Regions from separate parts of the Gossypium hirsutum genome. Here region 1 is linked to region 2. A link is a contact called in public Hi-C data. All regions are on one chromosome and are shown on one strand. The core of a region is the stretch at or near the end of the contact, and the rest is flanking DNA. Distances in the headings are between cores, read along the strand shown. Region 1 holds the start of LOC107962500 (transmembrane emp24 domain-containing protein p24delta5). Region 2 has its middle 8.6 kb from the start of LOC121230375.

What was found. A called contact is a pair of places that touch in the nucleus more often than the background predicts.
Region 1: a Hi-C map of leaf shows a contact between it and region 2, with 2.7 times the contacts expected there. The contact joins the promoter of LOC107962500 here to the enhancer-like site in region 2. A contact is called at or near these places in 10 of 34 Hi-C or Micro-C datasets (anther, hypocotyl, leaf and 2 more).

What each region holds. Positions count from the first base shown.
Region 1 is chrA06:7,038,804-7,043,847 of Gossypium_hirsutum_v2.1, forward strand. It overlaps LOC107962500 (transmembrane emp24 domain-containing protein p24delta5), which reads left to right and starts at 3,289. Exons shown (of 4, transcript XM_041115000.1): 1 at 3,289-3,712. The coding sequence starts at 3,476.
Region 2 is chrA06:6,933,903-6,938,756 of Gossypium_hirsutum_v2.1, forward strand. No RefSeq gene overlaps it. Among protein-coding and RNA genes, the nearest start is that of LOC121230375, 8.6 kb to the left of the region's middle. Within about 2 kb of position 1,474, at least 6 of the 9 cell types and tissues checked have an H3K27ac peak or open chromatin away from gene starts, as enhancers often do. A contact at or near this core is called in hypocotyl and leaf, where this site is marked.

The sequences.
Region 1 (5,044 bases), core at 2,039-4,538, 110 kb after region 2:
GTTTAGTGTTGAAACAACGTCTATTTACGTTTCGCATGAACGAATGTGAGCTTCTTAAAGATCACATCAGTCAATTCATTACTCTTTTAAATGATTTAAAGAACGTTGAGGTTCATATTGACGATGAAGATCAAGCTATGCTATTATTGTGTTCTTTACCCTCTTCATACAAGTCTTTCAGGGAGACCCTGATTTATGGCAGAGACAAACTCTCGTTCGAAGATGTGAAGGGTCATTTGTTGAGTAGAGACAAACTCGACAATGAGTTTGATTTGAATAGCAAAGCAGATAGACAAGCTTCCGTTTTGGTAGCATCAAAGAAACGAGACAAAAGGTGTCGCTATTGCAAAAAGTTAGGTCACGTCAAAGCAGATTGTTATAAACTGCGAAATAAAAGAGCTGCTGAGAGTAACGAGGAAGATGTAGCTGGTGCTAATTTGGTCGATGAAGGCGGTGATGATTTCTTGTTAGTGTCAACGAGCGATAATTCCAAGCTTACGTCTGAGTGGATCCTAGATTCAGGATGTTCTTTCCACATGTGTCCCAATAGAGAATGGTTCTCCACATACAGTTCAGTTGAAGGTGGAGTTGTGCACATAGGAAACGATTCATCTAGTAAAATAATCGATATTGGTACTGTTAAAATCAGGATACACGATGGGACGATTAGGACACTCTCAGATGTCAGGTATGTACCTGATTTACGAAAGAATCTCATCTCCTTGAGTATTTTAGACTTGAAAGGATGCAAAATCAACATCGAGTCGAGCGACATTAAAGTATCTCGTGGAGCTCTCGTTTTGTTAAAAGGTAAAAGAACCGGCAGTCTTTATATTCTGGAAGGTTCTACAGTGACCGGTCAAATTGGACGTCCCTCGTCCGTTACGGAGTCAAAGTCAACTCATTTGAAGCGGAGGCAACTTTGTCATAGGAGGGAAAAAGGTATGACCGTTTCGTTGAAGAGAGGTTCTCTTTTGGATGCAGGTTTTGAAAAGTTAGGGCACTGTATTCGTGAAAATCAGACCCGGGTTAGTTTTGATTTGGCAGTGCACAAGTCGAAGGCTAGAAGTCTTCCAGCTTCTAAGTATAGATTCGACTCAGTTAATTCCCTGCATAGTTCAAGATAGGCCCGTGGCGGGTTTTGGCAAAGATGGCATTGAAAGAATTTGTGTCAAGGTGGAGATTGTTAGAATTGTGTGACCCAAATTCTAAGAGATTGCTTACAAGTAAAGTTAAACAAAAATATATTTTCTTTCTAGAAGATTTAGTATTTATTAGTATAATATATTTAGCATTTATTAGTATAGTTTATTTGACTTACTAATTTAGCCTATAAATAGGCTCCTTTACAATCTTAGAAAAAGAGACACCCATTAGATTAGAACTCATAACACATTCAGAGAATTTTGTGTTTACGTTTGAGGGTTCTTTGTTTTTCGGGTTTTTGGGGTTTAGTTTTTATCTCCATCTTTTGTACTCTTCATTCTTTTGCCATTATAGTAAAATTATCTTTGCCCGTGGTTTTTTATCCTCTTTTGAGGGGTTTTTCCACGTTAAATTTGTGTGTTCATCTTCTCAATTTCTTCTACTATTTTTACTTGTTCGTTGCTAATTCGGGACGATCCTAACAACTTTTGACTCCAATTATATAAACTATGAATATATTAACCAATTATATTTAATCATTAATGCATATATATAAATTATTAATATATTACCTATGATATGATATAATATAGCATTCTATATAATATAGTATGAAGAGTATAGGGAGTTAGAGCATATTTCAACCATAATAATAAATAATAATATATAATAATTAATATATTATGTACTACTATTATAGTATGTGATATATTATTGCATAATGTAATAATATATTTCAAAACTATTAATACATACATATATATATATGTGTGTGTGTATATAACTAAGAGTTAGACCTACCAATCGATTTGTTTGAATTGGCTCAATTTGATTGTTTAATTTGGTTTTAATGTTAACAATTAGTCAATTAACAGTCACACCAACATGTCCATTAAAAATAGATCAATTTGACAAAAAAAATAATAACGTTAAGGATTAAAGTGCTAAAAAAAAGATAAAGGGCAAAAGTGAACAAATGTCAAACTTTAGGGGCTATTTTTAGTATTATGTCTATAATAATATAGTAGTAATTTTTACTAAAACTTTAATACATATATATATAGCTATGATATATTATATATTATAATAAAAGATATAGTATTACATAATATTATAATATATAAACTATTAATATGTTATATATAATATAGCATTATTCAATATAGTAGTAGGGCTAACTTTCAAATGTACAAAGAACTTAGGGACTTAGAGCATATTTTAACCAAGATAATAATAAACAATAATATATAATGATAATTAATATATTATGTATTACTATTGCAGTACGCGATATATTATTACATAATGTAATATTATATTTTGAAACTATTAGTACTTATATATAACAATTCATTAATCCGAAGTAAAAATCGAATTTACCAAACGATTTACGTGAATTGGATCAATTAATAGATTATATATTATTACATAATATAATAATATATTATATAGGGAGGGATCCGCTTATACAAATAGTTTTACACCCTTTTGTATCTCTTTGAACAATTAATATTTTAACAATTCAATCGTTGAATTTAACAATGTAGTTATACTTGCTATGCATGTAAATTTTCAAGCTGATCTGATATTTCTATCATATAGATCTAAAATACTACACACACATATATATATATTAATATTTATTGAACGACTAGAATTTTTTTAAATAAAACAAATTGTTAGAAAATTTTAATTTACATTAAAATTTTCATGTATGATCTATATAAATGAAATATAAAATGTGAATGTTAGATCGATAAAATATTAATCGAGAATGTAAAATTATTTTAATTTTACATCGATTTAAGTGGATCCCTCTCTATAGTATATAAGTATTCCTAAAACTACTAATACATATATAATATGATAGGAGAGCTAACTTTTGTATATCATTTCCATTAAGGATTTAATGGAGGGTGATAAAAACAGAATCAATTGAAAAACATTTATTATGAAATTAAAAGTTTTGTAGTTTGAATATCAAAATAAAAATATGCTAATAGTTAAGGGACTAATAATAAAATTTACCCTTATTAAAAATAGCGCGTGGTCGTGGCTTTGACATTGCAGTTCAATCCTAAAATTTCTTAGCTGGAACATTATTATTGGTCGATCACAGCAACTCTTATATGACCTTTCTCTTAATTGTCCCATACACCAAACTCACTCCCAGTTATCGGCGCGTGTTTTCCACCGTTTGACTCTGACAACTACGAGTCTACGACTAGCTATCAAACCCAGCAAACATATTGAACTTAAAAATAAAGAAAGAAACAGAGAAAGGAAGCGAAAAGAGTCCTTTTTTTGTGGGTTTTGTTCGCCTTTAACAATGAACGAAGGCATGGTTTTTGGCGGTCGTGCGGCGTGTTTTCTGCCTATAATCTTGGTACTATGTTTAACGAGGAACAGTAATATATTACCGGTTGCTGAAGCTATATGGTTAACGATTCCAAGTTCAGGAACCAAGTGTGTTTCCGAGGAGATCCAGAGCAACGTTGTCGTTTTAGGTGATTATTATGTGATCGATGAAAACAACCCTGATCATATCCCCACCATCTCTGCCCGGGTAATTCTTTTACCTTTTCAACCAAATTCTCCATCTGGGTTTATCTGAGTTCTTCAATTTTCTTTTTACAATTTCAATACTTGTAGTTTAATGGGTTTGCAACTTTTGACGTTCTTCATCTGAAATTTTTGTTGTTGAAGCTTTTACTGGTTTAGTTGATCAGTGATTATGTTGCTACTTTTTATGTTTTGTTGATACAAGGTTTGAGTTTGGTGATCTGAAGGGGTTCACACTGTGTGTCGAGAGTTTATTGGGAAGATGATTTGGAGAGTTTGGTCAGTGTGGCCGGATTTGGGTAGAGTATCGGCCTTGTATTCAGCACCTGCCTCTTCCTGGAGATGGAGGAGAGAGCTTATATAGAGGAACTTGACCTGGCCTCCTTACAGGTGTCCTACAATAGAGGGTCATTTGAGTGCTATTAGTAGAGCATTGGAGTGCTCTACTAGGGTGTGATTGTGTGGAGTTGTAGAGCCAGCAGTAGAGTCTTGAGCGATTCTATGAAATGTGATTGGGGGAGCTTTTGAGTGGACTCTAATGCGACTTGGTGGTGGCACCCGTGAATGGCGTGTGCGGGTTTGGCGAGCCTCTCTGGGCGAGGGGTTAGGTATAACAATGTTCGATTTTAATGTCATATATCTTGGCTTAGCCTTACTATGGGTATGATTTTGTATCCTTTTGCCAGTGTCAAGGATGTCTAGAATCTGTATTTATGGGGCAAGTCATATCCAAGAGTAAACCTTTGCTTAATCTTCCTTTTTTAATATGAATGGGAGTTCTTTTTGGCTAAGGTCAGAAATTACCCTTTGATACTTTAGGATCCTTCAATGGATCCGTATGAATATTGACAGAATAAGTTCTTTTCTTCAGTTTAAATTATAAGTATATGTTTTTAATCCTATATGCTGTTAGCTGAGCCATGAACATGGGGATAAGATATGTGCCTTCAGGTCCTAGGCCACCCCTCAAGGGAAGTCTTAGGTGCTTCTTTTTGTTTCTTAATCTGCAGAAGAACTATCCTTTCTGTTTGATGGAAAAGTCTTGAGGGTGGAAAAAAAAAATTTGTTTGGTTACCTTGGTATGGTTGAAGAATCCCTTTAACTTCGAGGAATAGTAAAAGTAAAATTAATTGGTCATTGAAGCTTCTTTTGCATTTGATACTCTTTGTGTTCGAGTTGACAACTATGACAACTATCTGTAGCTCAGCCGAAACCAAACTAGATGAGGTCATCTACATGGAATTTTCTTCCTACTATCCTCAAATGATTGATATTAATGAGTTTGAAATGAACTACAAGCAGTAAGATATCTTTCAATAAGTTCAGATTCAGGTGC
Region 2 (4,854 bases), core at 224-2,723:
AAATTAAGAGAAAGAAGCAACGTCCTATGATTTGACTTTATCCTTAGGAGATGGGTAAAAGAACAGTAGACAAACAATATTTTAATAACACTGTTGAAACTTTTAGAGAAGACAATCGATATTCTATATACTCAATTATTTTTGAGATTTAATTAATTTATCCATGTTAGCAATCTCTATTTAATCTACATTATATAAATAACTATTAGTTGATAGATATAATAAAAGTACCAATAATCAAATAATAATAAAAGTCAAACATATTAATTAAAATGGAAGTCAAACATTTTTTGATGATTGAAGCAAAACAACTAAAAATTGATTTTTCGGATATTTTCTTTAATGCTATTTGAATGAAAATGCACAATTATTTGGTGTTAATGTATTTATTTATAGTGCTAAATCTTCATTTTAATTAGTATATAACTATAACATCTATTGATTGATATTTAATCTAAAATAATAAGTGTAAATGAATATAAATACAAAATTTATTTCAATATTATTATGAATTTATCTAATAAATATATTTTTAATTAATATTATTTTTGTTAATATACTAAAATATTATTGTCTAATATCAATTTAATAATATAATGGACAATAAAATATGTTTTACCGATTCAAAAGTTTCTTCACAACTTATACATACATAGACTACAAATTGTAGTAACTTTTAATAATATTATTTTCATTTTGATTGGGATGGTGTGACTTATAATTAGGTCTCAGCTCAGTTGTTATATAATAAAAAAGCATTTATTTTAATAAAGCAATAAATATTAATTCAAGGGTATTTATTTTATTTTATATTAAATCTAAAAAGAATACTTCCCAAAACAAAAATATATACTGTGGTTTGAGGAGCCAGTATCTTCCGTGATTAATTTATTGTTAGCTAATTGTAAGGTTTTTATGCAGATTTAATTTGAGTGTTTGATGTAATGGTTTTTTGCTGTTCTTCTCTATCTCTTACAATTTTTTCAAATTTTTTATTACCATGCAAAGCAAATCGAAAACAATTACGGATATGAGAATGGAAGACAGGCATATGAAGCATGTCCATTTTAAGCAGCAATTTTGTAATGGGTGATTCGGATTTCATTTTCAAGTCAACTGGGTGGACGAGTCTTGTTCCTCAGCCTCCATTTCTGGTACTCGCAGTATAGAAAACCTAATGTGTTTAGTGAACCGTGGCAATGTTTCGACCCATTTATTATAAATTTTACAATTTTTTTAACATTTTTGGGTCATAATATTATTATTTATTTCAATTATCGACTGTAAAATGGAATTAAATCCGTTTAATTAGATACAGAAAATTTCGAACCACATCAAGACATTTAAGTGTTTGACACGATTGCTAGGTCGGACCAAACCAAAGCCCTCAACTTGGCTCAACAAGGATGGGCTTAGAAGCCTGTTTTAGGACCCACATAATCACCATGAGGCCGTTTCTTGGGCACCTAGGCCCACTATTTTGGGCATGAAGTCCATTCCAAAATAAGAACCATATTCCGCCTCTCATAAGAGTTCAAGTATATCTAACCATGGGCCAGGTCACTGGCTCAATTCTGAAAATTCATCCCAAAAGTGAGAGAGTTTGGACAAAAATATAGTCTCAAAAATAGGTTTGGACAAAGAATAATGCCCGTTTTCTAAATGGGTCGAGCGTCGGGTAAGATTTTTTTGGTTCAAGCCCGACCTGAATTTCCCTAATTTATTTTTCACTATTGTTTTGCTGCCATTTTGATATTGTTTTGCTACTATTTTGCTATTATATTCCTACTATTTTATTGTTTGAATATTGTACAACTCTTGTTTTATTATTAATTTTACTACTATTTTTAGATGCTTTTCCTTGCTAATTTGCAACTATCTTAGTGTTATTTAAGTACAAAAACTTTTTTTAATGCATTTTCAATTTATTAGGAAATTTTTATTTTAATGTTTTTAGTGTATTTGATGAATTATATTTTTAAAATATTTTTATATAAAAAATAATATAATTTTTTAATACAATCGGGTCAAACTTGGGTTTAACATTTTTATTTGATCCGAGCTTATACAAAAATTTAAACCTATTTATTCAAGTCATGCCGAATCTAAACCTAAAATTTTACATTAGCCCGACTTCATAATATAGTCTAGGTGCAAGTTAAGGTTGCAAGTCAACACTACTTACACCCTCTTACAATAACTAAGGTGTGTACTTGCACACACAATTGAAACCATTTACTATATTTAAGGGTAATAAATTATCAGATTTTACAAACATGACGAGAGATATTCAATAATTTGCTACTCACAATATATTACAATTTATGCATAAATAAAGTAAGAAAGAAAAATACTAAGTGAAAACATCCCAGTCCCAGTCACATTCCAACTATGTAGCATCAATTACTTCTTTCCATTGGCATAATAGCATGCTTACTAAACAAATACAATCAATTAAGTTCTCATTTTTATTGGTTTCTAACTATAGCTAAAGTTCTCTGATCAACTAAATAAATTATTTCTTCAACGTTTAAAGAATAGGAATAACAAAATCTCTCTTTCCTCCACAGTTCTTAAATAATTAAATTTGGTCGTAGTGGGTGGATCTATAATGACACAAAAAAAGAAAAAGAAAAGAGAAACACAATATATATATAAAAACTACTTTGAACTTGAATTACTACTTATTAATAAGTATTCATTTTTTTAAGAGTAATTTAAGTTCGAATCACAGTTCTTACAAACCAAACTAAAATAAAAACATCCCAAGAAATAATGTCCAAAATAAAAAGAAAATATAATAGTTCAAAAACATTAAAAAGATGTTCAAACACTAAGGGACTCTACTGCTCATTTTCTTATTCTCCTTCATTTCTTGGTTCAGGAGATGGAACTCCTATTGGGCCTTGAACCATCCTTTGATATGGTGGTAGCAATGAACTGGGCATGATTGAGGGCTTTCCACAAATATGTTTTATATCAATGTTTGCATTCTCCATTAGAAACCTCAATGTGTGCACTAAAAGCCGGTTCCATAAATAGATCATGTGATAACTGTGGATTTGTATACTGGGCAACAGAAGGTTTTATCATGCTTTGTGAAGTCTGAGAAGCTAATCCCATTATCCTAGATGAAGTTCCTTCAATCTTTCAACAACATATGTAGAAATGGTCTCAAATTTTTTGCATCCATGGTGGCCATTCGTTTTATGTTGATATTGACTTGCTAAAGAGGACATTTTCAATTTTCATGCATTTAATGAATTTCGATAGCAATAATATTGTGATTTTTTTTAAAAAGAGTATTTTAAATTAAGCATATATCTAGTTAATGAGTTATTTATAAAAACCCGTAAAATTAATTTCATTTGTTTTGCTCCATTTGTTGAAGTGAGTATAGTATACATAACAATTTTAAAAGTAAAAAATATAAATGTCTCTATCGTGGTCATAGTTGTAGCTAGTGGTTGGGATATAGTTGGGACATAATAAGTAGCCGTGTGATTATTATAGTAATAATACTTCTAACTACCAGAAAAAGAATATAGGTGAAAGACAATAAAAGGGTAATCAAGATTTATGTCCATCCATCATCTTACACAAAAATGATTTCAAAGAAATTCTGTATGAATAAAACACATCTATTAAACACTTCGATAGTTGTAAGATCATTATATGTGAATAAAAATCTCCTTCAATCTTACGAAAATGTTGAAGTACTCTAAGAATATGAGATAGCATATCTTAATGTTGTAGGAAACTAATGTATTCTACAAATAATACATGACATGATGTAACATTTGCTATATAAGTATATTAAAAAGATGTAGCTCTCATGCAACATGAAAAAATTATAGTGGAATAAAACATATATTTAGATATTTTAGAGGCAGTAACTGTTTTCAATTAACCCAATAAGTTAATTGAAAGGTGAAGCATATAAGAGCATAATGAAACGTATGATATATGTATATATATGTTCTATAAGGAAGAATTATCCTCCCAATTATGTCTTATATTTTTCTCCTCCCTCTTCTTCTTGGTATACTTTCTATGCAGACCAGGCTTATGTTCCTAGTTGCTACGAAGACTGAAGTTCTCATCTTCAATTTTTAGAACATGGGGGATTATTGCTTCAATCTCAAGACTATAAACCTGGCAATGGGCATGCATCGGTAAAGTCTCAAACACCAAACTTATTGGCCTTTAGGTACCCAAAAAGACTTTTGGGCCTTCACAAACAGTTATATATATAGTTCAACAAGTAGCAAATCAAAGCTTAATCAATTATTAAACTATCACAATCTTCTTTCAGCATTTAATATTTATTTCGTTTAATATAACATTTGGTATCTAAATTTGATACTTTTTCCTTAATTTATTATCTAATTTTTTTTTTGGGTCTAATTTGATACCTAAACTTGACACTTTTTTCTAATTTCACACCGAAACTTGACACTTTTTCTTAACTTGGTGCTTAATCTTTTAGGGGTCCAATTTGGTACCTGAACTTGATTCCTTTTTCTAACTTGATACTTAATCTTTCTTTTTTGTTCGATTTGGTATTTGAACTTGTCGAATGTTTTACAAATTACTCCAATATACTAACAATATTATTTTTTATGAGGTAGCAAAAATAATCAATATATGACCGACATGTGACAGATAATATGTTTTTTTTATTTTATATGTTCAATTAATTTTAATTTTATTTATTTAATTAATTGTTTTATTAATTGAAAATATTGAATTTCTTTTGATTTGGATTTTTAAAACTCATTTTTTCTTATTTAATATTAATTCGTTAAGCATACTATTTTTTAAACATGAATTTTCTCTAATACTGACAATATT